3 separate regions of the Mus musculus genome follow, and regions 2 and 3 are each linked to region 1. The links are chromatin contacts, called in public Hi-C maps. All regions are on one chromosome and are shown on one strand. The core of a region is the stretch at or near the end of the contact, and the rest is flanking DNA. Distances in the headings are between cores, read along the strand shown. Region 1 overlaps Taf3 (TATA-box binding protein associated factor 3). Region 2 holds the start of 1700061F12Rik (RIKEN cDNA 1700061F12 gene). Region 3 has its middle 57 kb from the start of Gm13219.

The links. A called contact is a pair of places that touch in the nucleus more often than the background predicts.
Region 2: a Hi-C map of group 2 innate lymphoid cells shows a contact between it and region 1, with 2.8 times the contacts expected there. The contact joins the promoter of 1700061F12Rik here to the enhancer-like site in region 1. A contact is called at or near these places in 1 of 484 Hi-C or Micro-C datasets (group 2 innate lymphoid cells) and 2 of 115 datasets of contacts at active chromatin or transcription factors (T-cell acute lymphoblastic leukemia and astrocytes).
Region 3: a Hi-C map of group 2 innate lymphoid cells shows a contact between it and region 1, with 6 times the contacts expected there. The contact joins two enhancer-like sites. A contact is called at or near these places in 3 of 484 Hi-C or Micro-C datasets (the HPC-7 cell line, embryonic fibroblasts and group 2 innate lymphoid cells) and 1 of 115 datasets of contacts at active chromatin or transcription factors (astrocytes).

What each region holds. Positions count from the first base shown.
Region 1 is chr2:10,007,864-10,011,498 of GRCm38.p6, forward strand. The region is part of intron 2 of Taf3 (TATA-box binding protein associated factor 3); the gene reads right to left. Among named protein-coding and RNA genes, the nearest start is that of Taf3, 39 kb to the right of the region's middle. Within about 2 kb of position 1,573, at least 26 of the 459 cell types and tissues checked have an H3K27ac peak or open chromatin away from gene starts, as enhancers often do. A contact at or near this core is called in T-cell acute lymphoblastic leukemia and group 2 innate lymphoid cells, where this site is marked.
Region 2 is chr2:9,187,457-9,191,091 of GRCm38.p6, forward strand. It overlaps 1700061F12Rik (RIKEN cDNA 1700061F12 gene), which reads left to right and starts at 2,059. Exons shown (of 4, transcript NR_038180.1): 1 at 2,059-2,191; 2 at 2,843-2,951.
Region 3 is chr2:9,293,000-9,296,634 of GRCm38.p6, forward strand. No RefSeq gene overlaps it. Among named protein-coding and RNA genes, the nearest start is that of Gm13219, 57 kb to the right of the region's middle. Within about 2 kb of position 1,667, at least 1 of the 459 cell types and tissues checked has an H3K27ac peak or open chromatin away from gene starts, as enhancers often do. A contact at or near this core is called in group 2 innate lymphoid cells, where this site is marked.

The sequences.
Region 1 (3,635 bases), core at 323-2,822:
GATCTCTAAAGGAGCAAGAGCGAAGAACATATATTTTAAGAAATTGAAAAGCATAAACTCATACAGCCATAACAAAATACGGAATCCCAAGGCTGTAAAGTCTGCAAAGCGTTGTTGTTACATAACGCTGGAGAAGAAAGCCCACCGAGACATGTAACTTCTCTAGAGCGTGTGCTTTCCAACTGTAATGTGGCCCCTGCATGGGGGCATCTAGCAGGATTGCTACCAAGAAAGAAAATAAATTCTAGGTACATTTGCCCTAAGGTGATGGTGGTCTTACCTGCAGAAAATGGAAACAAACAGACTCGAAACTCTATGAGAAAGGTATCAGAAGGGTGTTCCTCTGAGTTAAAAACAAACCAGTGAATGAGTCTGTGTCCTTCCTGTCTTCTCTGCCTGTCACACACTCAAGCAGCAGTTCTTACAAAGGGTTCCTCACAGCTCCTCGTACGGGTAGGATAGGTTTCCTTTCCCACCAGAGTTTCTCAGCTAAGGAAACCAAAATCTGTGGCGTGGCCCCTGGGTAAGATGGATATCTATACAAAGTCAAAAATGATTATTTTAACAAGGAAACTCAAGTTATGTTTTTAATTTATAAATGCCTTCTATAATATTTGTTCTCTTGGCATTTTCTTTAAAAAGAAAACCAAGCAGCTTCTCATACTTCATCAGTTTAACACTGGAGCTCACGGCTCACGGCTGCCCAAACGCTACTTTAATCGGTTCCTGTCTCTTTAAAAAGCCTGCATAATTAATGACACTTTTAGTGCCATTCAAATAAATAAAAACCAGTATGGGTATATTCCACATGACAAGCTTATAGCTTTAAAAATCATTAAGAACTTGGCAATAATATTTTCAGCGAATTTTACTATTGCCTATCGATCCTAATGCACTTGACTTATCTGTAGAGATAAAACTTATCTTGACCTTGCTGAATACAAACAGCCCAGACTAAAACCTGTGATAGCCTCTGTGGGCGAAAAGGCAGCGATAACCATTACAAGACAATACAGGCAAGTCCCCACATTCAATACAAATGCTCCAACAAAAGGAAATTTTGCTTTATTTCCTCTTTGGTTATAAGAAATAAGAAAGCAATGGTTTTATGCCTTCAGATAAACAACATTCAGTTATTTTTTTTTCTAACCTACCTAGTATATTTTAAACAAACAGCAAAGCCTCTGTCTTAAGAAGTCCCATGAAGTACAAAGGAGCAGGGGACCAACAGGGAAGAAACTGAATGTCTTCCTTTGGGGACAGCTATAACATCAGAAAAACTCTGTGAAAAACAGCAGAATCCTTCCTTACCATAGCCTGAAATTTTCAGCTTTCACTTTAGTTAAACTCAAATATCCTGAAATGACACCTCCAGTGACTGAGGCCTGAAAGATAGTTCCAAGTGTTTCCCTTTATGTTATGATAGTGCCCTTACACAGGCTCACTCTTCTCAAATGTTAACACAGTGTTTTGTTTTGTTTTTTAAAATCAGATTGTAAAGAGCTAAATCCGAGTGGAATGGCCCAGCCTACTTCCCAAGCCTGCACAGCAGGCAGGCGGCTGGGTGCAGAGGGAGCTCACATGAACCCACTTTCACTTCTAGGCGCCTCTCTGCAGACAGAGCTACCTGTGCCACCTCTGGCCTTGTAACTAAAGTACTTCATGAAGTTAAAGAAAATTCTCAGGAAAATGCTGATTCCTTCATTCTACAAGGCTACTCATAGTGCTAAGATTTCTGATTCTCAACTAAATTTCTCTTGCAACTTTAAAGCACAAAATGAAATAATTTCAAAATATTAGTCATAAAGTTTCAGTTCCAAAACTGAGAAAAGACGTTATAGTTTGGCCTTGAAATCAATTTCTTTGATTTTAGACTACTTGGGGAGGCAAACCATAAAGCTTACGAAGTGTGGCCGGCCGGCCCGGGCGCTTGAACTCCAGGCTGGGACTCTCTAGTCTCACTGCCCTCCAGAGCCTGCAGAGGCCAGGCCATGAGTACACATTTAGTCACTCCAAATGACATTTATGAGAGTTAAGCAAGAGAGGCAGTTTCAGCCACCTTTCCACATCACTCTTTAGTGGTTTGATAACTGTATCGATGGCATATGATTTTAAGGAAGCACGAAAGGAAAAGTTATTAGCAAACTTGCTAAGGTGATCAGTAGCTTGCATCAGCAGAGCACTAGCACAGAATTAGCGGTCCTGCTACTACGCCAGGCACCCGAACACTCCTCTTGACCATGGCATATTAACTCCACTGGAACCAAGAATTTTAAACGTTCCCTACTGGATAATTAGCTCGTAGGGCCTAAATGAAACCTAAAGTAATTTTTATACATTTCCATCTCCAGCATTGCTTAGTGTAGAGAAAAAGCAACACAACTTCCTATATTTTAATAGAGGGCAGTTTAGGCACTTAGCTATAGATGGAACACAGACTTAAAAAAATGCCATCCACAAACAAACTCTGCCACAAAGAATACGGCTCAACTGCTAATTATACAGAGAACGGATTTTAATTACATAGAGAATATTGCTTTTAAAAACACTGCAAATTGCAAAGGCAGACAAGGAGTTAGGGAAGCAATACATTTCTCTTGCGTTACAACAGTGCCCTCTACTGGCAGTTATAGAACCCTGCAGACATAAAGTATGACATTTTTATAGGGGGGAAAGGCCAGGAAGAACAGAAATCTTAGCACTATGAGTAGCCTTGTAGAATGAAGGAAGCAGCATTTTCTGAGAATTTTCTTTAACTTCATGAAGTACTTTAGTTACAAGGCCAGAGGTGGCACAGGTAGCTCTGTCTGCAGAGAGGCGCCTAGAAGTGAAAGTGGGTTCTTGTGAGCTCCCTCTGCACCCAGCCGCCTGCTTGCTGTGCAGGCTTGGGAAGCAGGCTGGGCCATTCCACTCGGATTTAGCTCTTTACTCTGATTTTCTTTTAAAAAAAAAAAAAAAGGCCAGGAAATTGTGCTGCTTTTAATGTAAATGATGAAATCCAACTTGTGTCACGTTAAACCTAAACCAATGTTTAACTTGACATATGAAAAGCCTTCTGATGAAATTTGTAGTTTTAAAACAACTGAATTCAAAGAATGTTTCCAACTATATATCTAGTTAAAGACAAACCACATTTAAGTGATAAATAGATATTAGAAATACTTCAACATTTCTTGGTAAAAAATTCAGAGAGCTAAAGAAACTAAGATCTCCAATTAAATGTATGAATATTTTTCTTGGCATGCCATAAAAGTCACCACCCAACTCATTAACAACAGGTCTTCAACAACAAATTATTGAAACCAATTCAGAGCAGAGACAATATATGACTTTACTTATTATCTCTTGTAACTAGAAATATTTCTTTAACACAAAAACCTGTTCCACAAGAACACCCTTTCTAGCCACACACAGTTGGTGATGGTAACAGCTATTACTAACAAAATAACCATGGAGCTATAGCTGGAACAACAAATCTAGATGTTTGTAGGAAATCACAATACAATCCTCTCCGTGACATTTATCAAAGCTTTGAATCTTACACTATCAGATAGGGAGGGCATTAAGAAATACTGCTTATGGCTGGGCAGTGGTGGCACAGCACTCAAGAGGCAGAGCCACGATGATAGCTGAGT
Region 2 (3,635 bases), core at 809-3,308, 820 kb before region 1:
CTTTCTCATTTGCATTTCAAAACTTCCAATATCAAAGGGAAAAATAAGTAAACATATCTTGTTTATTACTTCCTGCTGTTTTCAATTTCTCTGAATCTAGTCTCTCTCTCTCTCTCTCTCTCTCTCTCTCTCTCTCTCACACACACACACACACACACACATACACATTCATCAATTTAGCATTTATTTTTGAAGTTGAAATTCTGAGGGCATCCATCTATATGTATTCTCATTCATTGGAAAGCCCAAAGCAAATCTTTGATGCAAGAACACTAACATCAGGACCATGTTTAAAGTACAAAGTAGATGAAGCCTATGATAGGAGCTGCCCTACTTTCAGAATAGCCAGCTTGTATATAAATCATGTCCAGGAAACCCTGCCTGCTTCACCAGTTGTAGAAGAACCCCAGGCCTTTCACACGGTCTCAAAACTGCACCATGATGAAAAAAACAGAACGGTCCTCAGATCTGACCTATTGTCCTAGAAAAGTACCCTTGCTGCTGTTTTATACTTAACATTAATGAAGGAATCACAAGTTTTGAAATACAATACAACTTTTTAATCATAACATTTTAATTTAATATTTAGTCAAGTAAAGGATAGACTTGACTACTACTTTTTTAGGAGCTTGTAAAACAGCTAAAACAAATATTAGATTAAAAAATAATGTATTTCACAAACTCCAATACAAAGACTTACAGGATGCTTGGAATCGTGTAATGGAATGTAGTTTTTCACACTAATTTTTTATGCTTTTTTCTAAGATATTTACGGCACTTGTCTCTATCTAGAGACAAGTTTCTATCTAGAGACAAGTTTCTATCCAGAGACAAGTAAACTGAGACAGATCTAGAGACAAGTAAGCTGAGACAGATCATCAATTATCCTAGCAGTCTAGAAAAGAGGTTAGCTTAAACCAAGACAGTAATGTAGGATCAAGCTATCTCCACAACATAGCATAGCACTCTGCTCCACTCTAATTAATTCCAACAATAAAGGGTCATGTTAATACTATGATGTGCAAAGTTGTATTTCCCTTAATATTTTATGCATTTGAATACATTTCCATTTATTCTCATCTTTTCTTTTCTGAACTGAACAGACCGCATCCTGACGCTCACTTTTTAAACAGTCTTGGGAACTCTCAATAGAACAGACTATTCACTCACAGGTAGATAGTTCTCAGGGGGCTTACCTGCAAGATCTGGGTGTTACATGGAAACAATGTAAGATTGTCCACAGGAGTGTGGATGACCCAAAAGAGAACTCCCTGGAAACTCTAAGCCCAGCATGTGACCCCATGGTTACATGAGTGAAACCTGTTTCCTTGCCTTCCCTAGCATATATTACCTAGCACCTTCTGAGAGCCTAGGGCCACCTGCAATTAGGGCAGAATTGAATGCAAATGGCTTGGAGGAGCAGCTGGAACCTAAGATGAGGGTGCAGGGATTCTGCCCAACCTTTCTTCCATGAAGGAATGTCAACAATCAACAATCTCTGCTGTGATGATCCCAGCTAATCTCAGGGAGACCCTGGCTGTTGTGTGCCTAAGAGAGGGCTGTATGAACACACTTTGAATGGAGTTTGTGTCATGCAGTAGTCATGGTTTGAAAGACTAGGAATAAAGACGAGATGTGGTGCTTAAAGAGATACAAAGTTAGTTTCTCTTTGGCAAGTTACTGGAATTAACCAAAGCTGTGCTTAACCAATGGAAAAGTCTGTGAAGAACCATGAAGATGGTCAAACTCTTTGCAAACCTCCCAAACTATGCATAACATACAACTTATGGTTTTATTAAAGTAGCAAATCAACTACACCTATGTATTTGATCATAGAAGCACCTGTTCACAATCCAAGGAATGCTCATTCTTTCTAACTGATTGCAGGAGAAGTGAGAGTCGGAGTGATCTGAATTAAGAATTCTTAGCCATGAGAAATGTTGCCAAACTCTACCTTTTTTTTTTATGAGATATTTGAAGATATGTGCAGTCTGGCATGTGATGCGTAGTGTTCAGAAACTCTCTTACAGATTCTTCATTGTGATGAATGGAATCTTAGAACAAAGAGTTAACCTAGGATGAGTGTGCCAAGGTTGAGATCCCTGACTGAAGTTACAGATGGCTGTGAGTCATCTGCGTAGCTGCTGGAGTAGCAATAAGAGCCCTTCATCACTGGGCTCTCTATCCCCAGGTATTATTCATTTTCAATTTATTTTAATTTTTACAATTTAAGATGTGTGTATGTTGCAGGGTGAGTATGTGCACATAGGTTTATGGCTCAGAGTCCAGGAGAGGGTGTTGGCTTCCCTGGAACTGGAGTTGCTGGAAGGTTGAGCTGCCTGTGGGAGCTGGGAACTGAACTTGAGTTTTTTGGAAGAGCAGTCAATGCTCTTATCCTCTGAAACAGCTCCCTTCCCCCTAGTAAGGAATTCTTAGGAAATATCCTTTGAGGATTTTTTTCTATTTTTTTTTTAATTTGTTGGGAGTCCTCATCTGTCCATTCATTATAATTTTGTTTCCTTTAGTTCTTTAAAAGTCATATCCTCTCATTCTATCATACTCATTTCCTTAGAGTCTACTTATAGCAATGTATTTTTCTCTTCTATAGAGAGAACAATTTCCAAATACATGACAAATGACTTTTAGTCTCTAGTCTTATTGTAGGTAAATCCTCCAGGAATTTCCAATTGTAGAGACTGTAGAATCTTCATTGGAGTGGATGATTTTGTTCTAGATGGAATTTAATTTCTGAGTATACCCCATGTACTTGAAGATGGTCTTAACTATGCTCGTGTGAATTTGTGTTGACTTTACTTTCATTCCAAAATTCCTTAATTCCTAGACCTTATTCCTGAGGAAAAATAATTCTGAGTGTTCAGTGAGTTCCTAAAGTGTTTGCCAAGCCATTTCAACTTGACAGGACACAGGCTCTCATCTTGACCTGCGCTTTCGTGAGTAATTCTTGACACTTCTGCTGTGGTGCTGAAGTTAAAACCATGACAGTCATCTTAACATTTGAACTACAAATGAAGCACCTGTTGTATCCCTCTCATCTCCTTTGTTTTCCCATGGATGTACAGCACTCTCTAAAGATCTGCTGAACATCTATGCAAATGTTCAAATGAGACCACTATTTCCTTTTTTTTTTTTAATTTCTCACTTTCATTTCCAGATCTCATGGGTATCCTGAATTCTACATTTTGGACACCTTGAGTCCAAATTAAGTTCAAAATTGAACTCTTTCAGTGAGTTCAAAATGATCAGTATGAAGACTGGAGACCAGTCTTAGAGCTATAAATGTTATATTCCAATATGAATCCCCTTTTTAATGACTCGGTCCCCTCACTTTGCCTGCTGTTGATTTCTTTTCAAAACCTTGTAACAGGGGTTTTACATTTTTTTAAATTTTCAGTTATCATCTATTGTCAGCGTAAAGTCATATCATTAACCTTTCTATTCCTGCATTGTTTGGAAAATAATAAATCTGGATGCTATTCTACCCACTACACTTTAATCTTTGTAACTATGATATCAGGTCCTAATGGACATAAGTAAAGCAATATATTATCTCTAGAAAATAAACATCAATCTTATGATGAACCTTCCCTAGAAGGCAGAGTGGGTTCTATAAAGAC
Region 3 (3,635 bases), core at 417-2,916, 710 kb before region 1:
TACAAAGAATCACCAAAATAAGGAGCGCTCTCTCTCTCTCTCTCTCTCTCTCTCTCTCTCTCTCTGTGTGTGTGTGTGTGTGTGTGTGTGTGTGTGTGTATGAGAGAGTGAGAGAGAGAGAGAGAGAGAGAGAGAGAGAGAATTTAAGGCATATACCTTGGTAAATTTAACTGCAGGGTCATCAAAGTGGTTTGCCACTAAGCCTGATAACTGAGTTCAGTTCTCAAGACTCACCCAGCAGAAGGAAAGAACCAACCAATTCCCACAGTTTATTCTCTGACCTTCAGAAATATACCATAAAACATGGGCCAGCATGTATACACATACCACCTCCAGATGTGTGTATGTAGCCTTAAACATGTGTGCACATTCACATATGCATTCAGGCACACAAACACACATTAGGTGAATACAAAATTATAAATAATTTTTTAAATTGTAACTGCGCATTTTACATAAATGTTAAATCTGCATCCACATATATGCAATAAGGTACAAAGTGGGAAATCTTAATGGTGATTTCTTAATATGTTCTAAATCAGAAATAAGATAACCATCAAATAGCACAGCTCTTGGTTTAGTCTTACAACTATTTTTAAATCTTTAATGACACAATAAATATCTCTTTAGAAACAATTCCAAAATTTAATAGATTTTTCCTAACTCAAAGATACATCCATTTTTAAAATAACCTGTTCCATGTTCCCATTACTATAAATGACATCAAGATGTCTCAACCCTTCTATACCCCTTTGTCAAGACAGATAATATTTATCTTCCATCCTGTGACCATCATATCCCAGAAGTGGTCACAGGGAGCAATGTTCAGGTATCATTATGGCAGTAGGATCTAGTTTTGTTCTTCATGTTTTCCATTACTTGTTTCTCAAAGGAAAAAAAAATTAACTGTTTTTCTTTTGGGTTTTATTAGGAGTAACTTCACCAGGCCTGACCACATCATATACTTTCATGCATAAAATAAACGAAGGGCCTAGAGATTAGTACTTAAGAGCTCTGAAGGCCCTTTCAGAAGATTAGAGTTCATTTCCCACATAGGGTCTCTCTTAACCACCAGTAACTCCAGCTCTGGGAGACCTAACATCCATTCCTAGCCTCTTTAGGTACTTACATTCATGTGTGCGTGTGTGTGTGTGTGCACGCACGTGCGCGCACACACACACACACACACACACACACACACACACCACAAATTAAATAAATAGATAAGTAAATAAATAAATATTTTTAAAGCCTTTTTGAGTCCATTCTTTTTAAGAATAATCAAATAAGCATCATTTCCTTAGAAAGTTCTAGAAAATGAATTCAGACGTGCATTTCATAGTCCTGGGTTCTATCGTAAGGATGCACTGTTCAACATGGGTGGGAAGAGAAGCCAGCGGGACAACAGACCCAGCATTGAGGATCTAAAAGTAGAAAATGGCTTCTAAAGAGTGTAGGGGAGAATTCTGGATAAGACTCAAGTAGGTAGGATTGTAGGACAGCCTTATCTACCTGGGCAATGACAGTGCAAAGGGGATGCTGTGAGAAGCTCACAGAACCTAGGATAGGAGAAATATGACTCAGAATAGTAAAGAACTTAGGAAACAGGCAAGCCCCAGTGTCATCAAGTTTCCAGTCTGTTGAGTGACACAAGCCAGTGACAACTGTGTGAAGGGTGACAAACACACTGAGCAGAGAAGTGATGTGTGCTTACATGGCACATGACTGGGTTCTCTGTTCTAACCTACCTTCATGGAAAAAGTGACACTAAATTAAGGTTAAGAATTGTTGGTTTTAAGAAGAGAACAGAAAAAATACTCTGGGTGAAGAATAGAACATTATGATAAGATTATAGATGACACTTGTCACGTCAGACACAAGGAGGTGAGACAAGTATCAGGCACCCTCAAAAATGTCACTCATTTCCTTTTGACTTAAGCCAATGACCCACTCCTAGGCTCATAGTTCCTGATTTTAGGCTGAACTCTCTCTCTCACCTCTGTGTTCTTCCAAGACAAACTTGAGCCAGTTTGCCCTGCATTTATCTGAAGCTTCTTCTCCCAGGTAACTTGAAAAAAAAAAAGATAATAAATAACATCTCTATTTGTTATTTAGAAATCTGTAGGACTCGTATGCATGTGGAGACTCTAGTCTCCGGTGAGTTCTCAAGTCATATACAGATTGTCACTAATTAGTTGCTCTTTCCATGTTTCATTATATACATTCTGTCTCCCTCTCATTGTGGCAAATTATAAATTACTTGGTGATATGGCATTTTCTTATTTATAATAGGAGCATGTCTCTATGGAATCCAAATATTTGTTCCTTGACATTCAAATCAAAGGCAAGCAAAAACATCATGTGTTCTGCCCTTAAATACAAAGAATTTATATATCTTTGACATCAATATGCAGGCTTTAGTCATATTCATTTCAACACTTCCTAGTAAAAACAAATAATTTTTATGGTCAATATGCTTGTTATATGATCACTTGATCTTCTTCATTGAATACATTTTTTTCTTACATAATACATTTTCCTGATCTTCTTCCCTAAAAGATGGAAACAGAACAAAGAGAATCCTTAGATACAAGGCTGAGCTTACATATTACCCAGTAGTGACATGCAGTATGAATCAGTAGTCATATCTTATTTGATTTAGAGAGAATGTGCTATTGGGTTGTTAGGGATGGGTCTAATCTAAGTCACTTCTCAATTATAGGGCAGGTGAATCCTCTCAGAATTCTGCCATTTAACAGAGTGCATGTTTCAGTAATAAATTAATAAGATAGAACAGTAATTACCTCTTTAGCTCTTCCTATCTAGACTTGAGCCAGTGAGTACATTAAATTTGCTATGAAAATGATCTGCTCAGTGTATGACTAAGGGCAAGAGAAATGAAGAGGCCAGTGCTCTTCTGGATAGTTTTATCATTAAGCTGATCTGCTCAGGACTTGGCCACTAGGAACACACTATCCTCTAGCAGAAAAGCTGTAAGGGTGGTTAACATGTGACATTTATGTAGAGGTGTACACTTAACAGAGGGTTCACACACACACACACACACACACACACACACTATTTCATCCCATTGACTCAGTAACAGGCCAGGTAACCTCCTAGCTGTGTTTACTCTGAGCCCTTGTGATCTTCATATGAGCGAAAGAGATTTCATGATCCTGACAAGTAAAGAGCACAAGATTTATCTCCTGCCACATCCACGAACATATCATTTGCCTTGATTGCCTAGCCAAAAATTATGGTTATGTCATTCCAGTCAACTATTCCACCAAATACAGAAATGGGTTCTTGCCAAGCATGATGGAACACACTTATGACCCTAGTACTGAGGAGGCCCAGGGTAAGACTGATCTGGAGCCATCATAAGAGCTTCATAAGAACTGATCCCAAACATTAAGACTAAAAGGATAGAAGAAAGCAAAGAAGGAGAGAAAGAAAGGGAGGAAGGGGAAGAGACGAGATAGAAAAATTGAGGAAGACAGGAAGACAAAGTAAGAGACAAAAAGAAATGTTGATAGACAAGTACTTTTTTCTTATTTTTTTTAGAAATGGAGTATGAATAGCACCATTTTTGGATGCTGCGGCTCCACCCAGAGATTGAGCATTCAGGGAAA